Linked DNA regions of Mus musculus: region 1 is linked to region 2. Evidence: chromatin contacts called from public HiChIP or PLAC-seq data. All regions are on one chromosome and are shown on one strand. The core of a region is the stretch at or near the end of the contact, and the rest is flanking DNA. Distances in the headings are between cores, read along the strand shown. Region 1 holds the start of Kctd18 (potassium channel tetramerisation domain containing 18). Region 2 overlaps Spats2l (spermatogenesis associated, serine-rich 2-like).

Evidence for each region. HiChIP or PLAC-seq counts read pairs in DNA pulled down with a chosen protein or histone mark.
Region 1: a contact with region 2 is called in an H3K4me3 HiChIP or PLAC-seq map of stem cell-derived neural progenitor cells, with 18 read pairs. The contact joins the promoter of Kctd18 here to the enhancer-like site in region 2. A contact is called at or near these places in 6 of 484 Hi-C or Micro-C datasets (embryonic limb bud, epidermal suprabasal cells, nephron progenitors and 3 more), 4 of 115 datasets of contacts at active chromatin or transcription factors (craniofacial prominence, embryonic hindbrain, embryonic stem cells and 1 more) and 3 of 9 other capture datasets (adipose tissue, embryonic stem cells and liver).

What each region holds. Positions count from the first base shown.
Region 1 is chr1:57,966,662-57,971,972 of GRCm38.p6, forward strand. It overlaps Kctd18 (potassium channel tetramerisation domain containing 18), which reads right to left and starts at 3,423. Exons shown (of 7, transcript NM_001159864.1): 1 at 3,360-3,423; 2 at 836-1,062. The coding sequence starts at 1,028.
Region 2 is chr1:57,787,159-57,792,375 of GRCm38.p6, forward strand. The region is part of intron 1 of Spats2l (spermatogenesis associated, serine-rich 2-like); the gene reads left to right. Among named protein-coding and RNA genes, the nearest start is that of Spats2l, 15 kb to the left of the region's middle. Within about 2 kb of position 2,898, at least 24 of the 459 cell types and tissues checked have an H3K27ac peak or open chromatin away from gene starts, as enhancers often do. A contact at or near this core is called in stem cell-derived neural progenitor cells, where this site is marked.

The DNA.
Region 1 (5,311 bases), core at 2,173-4,672, 180 kb after region 2:
CCAACCCCCACTCTCTCCCAGCCTTCCCTGCAACAGCAGTTTCTGCCAGGTACCTGGCAAGCTCTCAGCACAGCCATCAGGTATTCTCTGCTTCCAACCACCAACTGCAGGCAAGGCAGTTTTCAAAGACCCCACCCATGCCCAGGACATCTCCATCCCTCCCCTGTAACACATGGTCCACTGTTCTGGGGCTCAAACAGTGGACAAAAAATATAGAGCTGTCTGGCATCCTTTTGTGCTGATGAAAATTCACTGCAGGTTCTGTGACTCCTATAGTACTCGAAAGAAAGAGACCACCCAGAGCTCTATCCTTTATGATGTAGTTCTCTGAATGACCCACAACATGAACTTGCCATTTTTCAACCACACACATCAGCTCACACAGAACTGTATAGCTAGGCCAAGCCCTGAGTACAGCACTGACGCTACAATGGCTGCTTCACCAGCTATGAGGAGAGTTGCTTCTCCAGGGAAATACTTGTTCTTCCTTGAAGAGCACAGAGAGAAGCTAACATAGAATTTGCCTCAACACCATCATCCATATTGTCGCATGAAAGCAACTACTTTCAAACTACTGCTGATGTCGGGAATTAGGCCATGGCTGGCATTTTGTACTGTCTCATGTCTTTGTCAACTTTTAGGAACAGCACCACAAATTTTAAAACTGGCATTTAGTTTCTCTATGTAGTTAATGAATCTCCATACAGCCATAATGAGCTAAGTAATTAGTAGGCTAATATAATACATTCCAACACAATTAATAAAATCAAAAGGAATTTAAAATAGACTCCCACTTTAATGAGCATTCGCTCAGGCTCAGACTTTAGACATTTACCAGATTCATCTGTTTTTAGAGGGAAACGACCACTAAACATAGATGCCAGCATAGAATCCTTAAAGCGGCACAAAGACTCTCGCCGGGCTGTGTAGATGCAGCCACCCACATTCAGCCGAAGGATATCTAGCACGTCTTCTGCTTCATGGCCTGCCATTGCTCCCTTCGATGCCTGAAGTTCTGCCTTAAGCATTCAGAAACTTTGAAACAGTAGCAGTCCCAGACCTCTGTAAAAACAAAGGACAAATACCTTGTTGAAAACAAATGGACAGGCTAATATATTTCAATACAATCACACAGACTCTATTTCACGTGGTATGAAAGGCGTCTGAGATATGCTGAGTTGGGAAAATCTGTGCCTGGGGTTTTATAAATAGACAGTAATATAAATCACAGCTGATAAAGTGACTGTTTAAAGAATTATACAAGATAATGCACAGGCAGGCACAGGTAAAGCAAAGGCAAGACAAGCTTATGATTTTTTGGCACTCACGTGTTTTTAACAAGTCTGAAGGAACCATCTAGACTGCAGAAATCAGTGTGTAACACAGACAAAAGGTTTTACCACTTATAATCTTTGGCTTCTTGGATACATCGTTTATAATCACTTTCTTGTTTCCTTATCCATAAGATGGAGGCAGCAATGATCCAAAGAGCTCCAGAGGAGTAATTAAGGTAACACACACAAATCATGTGGCACAATAAATGACAGGCCATGTATGATCCTACAAAATTTCCCTTAAGGTATACACTGAGGAACTTGAAATAAAACTTTGGAGATTAAAGAAACAAAGAGCAGAAATTAAGGATAACTGGAATCATTACATTGTAGTTAACTATATAATTAAGTAATATATCATTAACTGAGATCAGAATTCTATTTATGCCAAGGGCTAGAGAGATGGCTAAGTGGTTAAGAAAACATGGCTATTTTTACAAAAGACCCAGGTTTAATTCTCAGTACCATATGCCTTACAATGATAGTCTGTGACTCCGGTGATCTGATAACCTCTTCCAGTCTCTAGGGGCACTGCCCATCTACAGCACACAGAAACAAGGCAGGCAAAACACCCATGTACACAAAAACAAATAAAATGTCCAAAACTGAATTCTATTTCTACAGACTGCTCTAGATCCTTAGGTCACACCCTGTCTGTCATCCAGCTCCTTCGCTTTAAAACGGACAAGGTTGTGGGGAAGAGCTCTCTATGGAATCTGAAACGGGCTAAAAGACAAAGTTTAAGATCCTCACCCCTGGAAATCTGCAGCTTCTACACTTTCATAGTAAGTGAAAAACTTACTGCTAAACTCAACTGAATCCATGCCAATTCAGTGTTACTAAATGATCAACTAAAATCCTTCCCCACAGACACCAACTTCACCATATGCCATTATGAATCTGAGAAAAGGACAATAGACAAAATTCATTAGGAACCCAACAAGGTCCAGGCCTCCAAAAACACTTACTGGCGTGACCTCCTGCTGCCTTAAAGTCCTGGAAGTAGCACTCTAACCAATCATGAAGCAGAGCAACCAACTGGTTCACACTGTTCACAGACACCTGCTCTCTAGAATTTTCTCATGTTCGTACATAAAGATTCATCTCTTGCAAGATCTTTCTGCGCGGAATTGGTACCCCTGCACAACAAACTCTCATACAGATCTTACACCATGTGTTTAAATCTCTATTTTTTTTTAATTTTTATTTTGTCCATAAGCCCAATAAAAGCAAAGGCACTGCCATTCTTAGTAATCTCCATTTACTGAATGCTTATTGTGTATCTGACACTGTGAAGAAACATTACCTAATTCATAGAAAAACTTTATCATACAAATTTTACTGTCCCTACTAACACAGAACACTAGGGGCAAAAAATTCACTGATGTGTGTGGTGTCTACACAGACTTGCCTGATAATAAGCAGTGGAGCCTGTCACAACCCAGGGCAGCCAGGTGAACCAGAAGGGCCAGCTTCAGGTTCTCACGGATGCTCCCACAGACCATCCCTTTAACACAACTTCCACCTGGTTTAGGCCCTTCACTGACTATCAGCTGCCATTTGGGGACCGCAGCCCAAGGCCAGGCCCCGTGATGACACTCCTCGATGCACCCACTGAGGACTCTGTTGTGAGAAGGCAGGGTTCCCGCACGATGCACCAAACCGTCGAGGATGTCTGCTGAAAAGGCAGACTCCCGGCCACATCAGGGTCTGATTCACAAAGTCTGAGAGGTGGGGACGGGCGCCGACTACACTTTTGAGAAACACAGCTCATGGGGCTCACGCCCCTTCGCCACGGCTGGACAAAACCGGGAAAGATGGGGAATCACCAGGCCCCGCCAAAGTCTTCCTGGGCCAGCGGACCCCAATTCGGTCTACAACGAAGCCTGGTACCCAAAGCGCCCGTTTCATCAGAGAGGCCGGCCGGGGCCTCCCTCAGGATGCCCCGCAAGGCTTCGGGGCCCGCCACCCACCCGGAGCCCGGTTCCTCCACACCGGCGGGCGGAGCGGCGACTGCTTACTGACCTGCGGCCGCCAGTCCCTGGGCGCAGCCGCCCAACGCAGCCGGGCCCGGACGCGGAAGTAAGCCGTCGCCTACTCGGATGCTCCACGATTGGTAGAGCGGAGCAACCCGCGGCGCCCCCGTGCGGTCCCAACGTGCAGTGCGCCAAAAGGGAGGCCTCGCCCCGGACCCGCCCCGCCCACGGGACGGCGGTGGCCACGCCCCAAGAACGTTCCTGAATTTTCCCGGAGTCTAGGCCCCTCTGGTGGAACAGGATGTTTTCCAGCCCCAGGGGAAGCTACTCCATTAACATATTAGAACTTGGATCTACCCATTTGCATAGTTTGTGGCGTGCAAAGCTTTTCCACAAGGCACACTTTATACCTGTAAAAGATGGTGGTTGGTTTCTAAAAATATTTATTAAATCTTTGGAAATTTCATACATCAGAATTAAGATGGTAGTTTTATTCTTGTTACAGGAAGGAAAACCGAGGAGGGAGGACAACCCTCCATTCAACATTCTTGCACACCCAGCACTGTATTAAGTCGCTTGTAGAACTATTTAATTTCTTCTTAATAAAACCCCCATAACACTTAAATCTTCCAACTGTATAGGGCTATGTATTTCAAGATGAGTGAAACAGTCCTGTTTTCCGGGCACTTCGCTCCTTACTAGATTCTAAAGTCCTCTTTTACAGGTCTTAGGAAAGAAGCCAGCCAGAAGTATGGCAGCCTGCCCTTCAGCTAAAAAGTCTTGGGAGACAGGGAAGGTTTGTTCAAGCTGCCGTGATTTCTCACAGGATAGAGACCAGGCTCTGAGAATGGAGCGCTGGCCAAGACAGTGTCAATAGTTTACATTTTAGTATTTTTAATCACTGTAACCAAAAGACCTGACACACACAACTTAAAGGAGTGAGGGTTTATTTTGGCCCTGAGTTTCAAAGGTATCAGTTCCTAACAGCAGGGAGCATAGAGTCCCAACCCATGGGATGACGCTAGCCAATTCAAAGTAGTATTTCCCTAACAGTAGTCCTCTCTCCAAATGCCCACGTAGACACATGTAGGCATTTGCCTCACCTATCTTATCTGGGAAAAAAAAAATTCTGCATTTTAAGCATAGCTGATCGATCAGCTTTCCTAGTGTGGTGTGAAAGTAGACATAGACAATGAAAGAAACTGAATTGAGCAGTGCTGTATTTCAGCTTTATATGGGCAGTGAAAGTAAATTTTCTTATTGCATGAGTCAGGAAATATTCTTCAAAATGAGATTTCTTTTTTTTTTGTAACATTAAAATATGTAGTATGTATTCTTAGATCATGGACTGTAGAAAGCCCATGGCTGCCTCCTCTTCCTCCTCTTTGGGGCGGGGGTGGGGGTCAAAACAGACACCAATCAAAATAGTTACAGAGGATAATGGCTACCTCAGAGTAGAGGCAGGGCAACGTTGAGTTGAAATGAATGAAGCTTGAATGGAGAGTCCCTCACTGGTTGGTAGGACTTCACTCCAAGAGCTAAAAACGTGAATGTGTTCACTTTCTGAAGAGACTCAATAATAATATTTTAGGGGAAAAAAGAACTTGGAAATTGGTAGAAAGAAAAGAAGCTAGTATACCTGAGGCTGGGGTAGGCACTGGGATATAGGGAAAGGAGAGAGACACAAGCTGAACAGTTAGGTTTTTAAAATCTTTTTTATGAATGAGGGCTTTGCTATGTCAGCTGGGCTAGCCTGGCGCTCACTGTCCTCCTGCTGAGTGGTGGAATTACATCTGAACCAGCTGAGGCTCTTGTCTTAGTTTAAGCATAACAGGAAACCATTCTGGGCTGAAGCAAGGAAGTAATATGGGGTGTGTGTGTCTGTCTGTCTATAGACTGAGATAAGAATTTACGGGAAAGGTATACTATTGAAGCAATTAAGTGTTGTAATAATCTAGAGGAGAAGAGTAATAGCTTCTATCTGACCTGTGATGGCTACAG
Region 2 (5,217 bases), core at 1,648-4,147:
TTCTTAAGACCTTTTCTTCACAGTGTATTGAATTCTTCCTCCTGCTGTTGGCCTTGCAATGGCCCTTTGCCACACCTCAGAATAGGCTGGGATCTTCGGAGAGCTCCTGTATTCAGTACAATACTCAAACCTTTTTTCTTTTCAGGGTGACTTGGTCCAGGTGTCAACCACGGCTCCTCATCCTGCTAGCTCTCTTCTACCTTACTGTCCGTTTCTTCTAGATGTGGGCTCTCCACTTCAGCATCCTAAGCCCAAGATTCTGAGAGGCAGAGAACACAGAACTACTTAGCTCTCTTGACCATGGGTGATCTTCATTAGCCAGATTCAGTGATGGCCTCCTTTGTAAGCCAAGGCCAGCACATCTCTAGTTTGTCTATACAAAGGCAAATCAATGTTCCATGTCTTTTTCTTAAGACCCACTACAGTGCTGGGATCCTTCCCTGCCCAAGCAGTCAGTTCTGAATCAGAGGATTCATTCAGAGGGTTCCACATCTGTCTTTAGGGCTGTTGTTGTCAAGTTGTTTTTTCCTCATTATCAAGACCATTTTGATATCCAGTTTTTAATTGTTTGTTAGTGATACTTTCATTAACTTATCATGTGGGTGTTTGAGTTTGTGGTTTGGTTTGGGCAATGGAACCAGGGCTTTCCCATACACGGGGCAAGGACTCTGTCACTGAGTCACACACACACACACACACACACACACACACACACACACACACACCTTCACTCTCCCTAGCTCTAAACACCTGGAGTCTGTTTCTTTCTCCAAGAGACTTCAGCATGAGAATTTTGTTAGTTTTTAAAATAAAAAATCTAGTATGATGATCCCACATTTACTTTGTTGTCAAAGAGGATACAACAAGGGGATGTCTTAGCCCAGCACATTAGTGGCGCTCACCGTTGGTCTGTTTATTACACATTACAGAATCTCTTTTATGAGCGAAACAAGACTGGTTTAGAATTGGTTTTAGGTTACATTACTTTTTCTTCTTTTTAAAAAAAAAAAAGACTGAAAATTGCTTCTTAGCACATTATTCATCTCATTTCTATAGAAACATGTTCTTAAAACAAATCATTGAAGTGACAGGAAATTACTCCTTACGTGTCTCTCCAGCATGTTGTCATGTTCACACCTCCTAGAAGAGATAGTACTGAGCTGAGACATGTCCAGACAGTAAGCTGGCACCTACAGACATGCTCCATGACAGTATCAGTGGCATGACTATGACAGAGACTGTGTTGATGGCACAGTGTCAACTATGGATGTGTTTACTCCAAGCAGAATAGTCTGTTTTATTTGCAAAGTCTTTCCTGTTTCTTCCTTTTGCAAATAATAATAGTACTAACAATAATAGTTATATGTGGGCCTTTTGGATCAATGTCAAATACCTCTCCAATAACACACAGTGCTTTCATTACTACTTTGTAGAATTTATGCACAAAATGCTTTTTATATGTTTTCCCCTTCACCTTGTACTAGATGTAGAAAAGAGTACAAGGTTAGTAGTCACAAGAAACTCAAATTCATGTAGTCAAGGCACAAATCTTGTCTCGTTAAAAGAGTAATATTTATGTTAATGTTTTTGAAGCATCCTCACACATTTTCTCATGTGAAAAAATATGGAAACATACGTACATATTTGTTCACTTTAGGAGGTACAGAAATGGACACAAATAGGTTAAAACACAGCTAACATTTTACCAGCTGGAGATGGTCACTGTTGAAGTTTGGTGTTTGCTTTCCTGATACACATTTTGTGGTGGTTGTAAGAATCCATGGTGTGTGTGTGTGTGTGTGTGTGTGTGTGTGTTCTCAACAAGCCTCAATAAAGACACAGAAGTTAGTGCTGAAGAAACAGTGTAGAATAGTAATTAAAAGTGCTTTGAATCCTAAGGGTGTAACTCAAGAGTTCCTGAGTTGAGTCCCTAGTAATGCCCCCAACCCTGGAGTGTTCCAGTTCTGACACCTTGAGGTTCTAGTCCTAGCTATACTAATTATTATTATGTAGTGACTGCAGTTCCAAAACTCTCTAAGTTTCCTTGTCCACTTCCATGAAATGGGCTGGCCATAGTGTATATTCATTATTAGAATTAATAAGAGCATGGCGTTTGGTCTACAGCCTGTGCCACATGTGTGTGAGCTATAGTTACTAGATGAGTTCTTTTTCCTGCTTTATTCACTCAAATTCTAGGGTCAAAAATTTCCTTGTCAGAACATATTTGAAAACACTTAGAATGACTGCATAAATTTCAATATATGAATACACTTAGATAGTATCATTTCCCTAAAGTTTGCTCATTTCTAGTTCTGTGCCACCCTAAAGAACACCACAGTTTATATCCCATACTTTTTTTTTGTATGTGTATAGACAACAGATTCAAAGATGAATCTACTTCTTTTTTTTTTTTACGTATTTTCCTCAATTACATTTCCAATGCTATCCCAAAAGTCCCCCACACCCCCCCCCGACTCCTCTACCCACCCATTCCCATTTTTTGGCCCCGGCATTCCCCTGTACTGGGGCATATAAAGTTTGCCTGACCAATGGGCCTCTCTTTCCAATCTACTTCTAATGGCATTTTTATTGAAAGAGAAGAGATTTCAGATTTTTTTAAATGTTTACCAACGTGCTAGATTAAATGCTGTGTGTTCTTCACAGCAGAGTTTCCCTTCTGCCCTTGCACAGCCCCTTTGAGGGAGGTCTGTCACCCCTAATTTTCAGAGGAAGAAGGTCTGAGGGCAGACAGGCTGCTTGCCCGGAGTCACAGATAGGTAGTGGAAGTACAGGCAGCTGTCTGGTTTGGAAGCACAAGCCTTTTCTATTCTGCCATGCACTCATTCCTGTCTCTTGGAGGCCAGCAGAATGAATAGTCACTATTGTGCTTTCTACAAAATGTCACTGGGTGCCACGTAAAAGATAGGACACTTGGCTGGAACTCTTGGCTTGCTCGATGGCAGTTCCTCTTGTGTGCGGATGTTCTTATATGTCTTATAATGGAGCCTCATTAAAATAAGGCGTTAAGTCAAGGGAAAGCAGCATTGATATGATTACTTGATGAAAGCATTGCATGTGTAGAAGACGTCTATTTAGTCAATACAACAGAAAGCTTCTTTGTTTTTTGTTGTACGGACAAGGTCGGAATCACTAATCTGCCCGGGAGTCAGAGTGCTTCACGTAAATCAGCTAAGGAATTAAGCAGTAAGAACACTTAAAATAAATTGATACTGTCAAAAGAAATTGCACGTTTCTCTTCTTGCTTGTTTGGTATTGATTAGCTTTAGCCATAGGATGGTACTCACTGAAGGAATGTTGATAATACTCTGAGTATCAGTACAGGTATGGGGGAAACTTGAAGTATATTGGGGTATACCCCCGCCAAAGGACTATTTGTGAGCTGCCAAGTTGTCTTTAAAAAGTCGGCTTTGGGAACATTTATCTTGGCAGCTTTCAGATCTGACTCACAGCATGCAGTGTGGCAGCCAATCTTGTAGGAAAAGCATATAATTAATATGACGAAGAAGGCACAGGTATTGCCAGTCAATACCTTACATTGCTCCCTAACAAAGGGGCAATTGAAGTTACTTTTTAATAAGGTGATCGTGGTTTGTCATTCCGTAGATTCTAATTCCTAGGAAAGGCGATCAAGAAATAAATACTGGTTATAATCTTGCATATATAAGAGGTGCTTTGCTGTAGCTTTTACAGCCAGTTACTGTCTAGTCGGGACAGCTAGCTTTGGCTTTTGAATTCTCGAGGTGCGCCATCTCTTGAGCTCACTCACTTCTGTCTTGTGATTGTGCTGCTTTCCTCCAGTCACTCTCATGCTTGAAAGGGAGAAGCCTTAGCTTCAGCGTCCCAGTAAGCAGGAAAGTTTCAGGTCCTGACAGAACTTCTTTACCAACTTGAACTATTGATAATGTCTCCATCCGCATGGAGGTGTTATGGGTGGGAAGTGCCCAACCAGTCAACCTTTAGTTCTTTTCTAAAGATTGGACCTGTTACTTAGTCTACCAGACAAAGAGCTATCCTTCCATGTGCCCCAGATCCTTGACTCTCCAGTGGGGATAATGGGGATTGCAAAGTCACAGATCATTTGAAGGATCAAATATATTGAACGAATCATTTGGCTAACTCAGAAGTTCTTTCCTGCTTTGTTTTCTTAGTCACTAGAGGAGCTAATTTAAAATATTTTCAGATGAACAGTGGCTATATTCATAAACAAGTACCTTTCCTAGGTCTAACCCCACAGGCATTTCTGATTCTTTGCTACCTTATTAGATGATACTGCCACAGGTATTTTCTCTCCTCTGAAACCCCCAATTGCCTAGCTTAGAATCTCTCAAAAGTTGGATGCTCATTCCTGAAGCACAAATCCTTAGAGGATGGAGAGTTAAATTTGAGATTGAGGCTTAAAGAGCAGTCTTTAGAACACTTTAAAGTCCTTTGTAAAGGTAGACATTTAAGCTACATCTGTCATCACAGAACTCAGGAGGCAGAGTCAGTAAGATCACTCATGAGTTAGAGGCCAGCCAGGCTTAAATAGGAAGTTCTAGCACAGCCAAGCCTATATAGCGAGACTCTGTCTCAAATCTAAAACATAGGTATTTGGATTTACTATGCTGTCCTGAAATAGAAGCAAAGATGACATATTTGATATGCATTTTAGCTTTCAATATAAAAGCTGATAAGATGACATTGTAGAATATAATTGTGCTGCTGGAGAGCAGGAAAGATAAGGAGAAGTTAGGAAGCTTGATACCAGGAAAAGTGACCTATGGGCCATCAATCCCCCCCACACCCGTCCTCCCCTCATCCTCTTTATGTCAGGATCAGAAACCCCACCTATCTTCTTCCTCTGCCTTTATCTCCCTGTAATAGAGGGAATGGCCAGGATGGGAACACTCTTGATTGGGCTATATGGTAGGGTGTTTATGAAGATGTCTACAGATAATTAATGGTTGAAATGGGGGGGAGGGTCCTTAGGGGTGGGAGTCGAGTACTAGATATTTTAAACAAATCCCTTTGACCTGAGTGAGCTGACCCAAGGCCCATTGGGCTCAGACCTTGCTGAACATGCTTGGTGACACCTAAACCTGCGCGCTGTTCTCATTTTGGAACTGTGTCTGGCTTTTGCTTTTCCTTCCGCACAGGAAACTATCATGAAATTCCTTCCTTTGCTTTGGTGCCAAAGCTTCATCTCATCCATTTCTT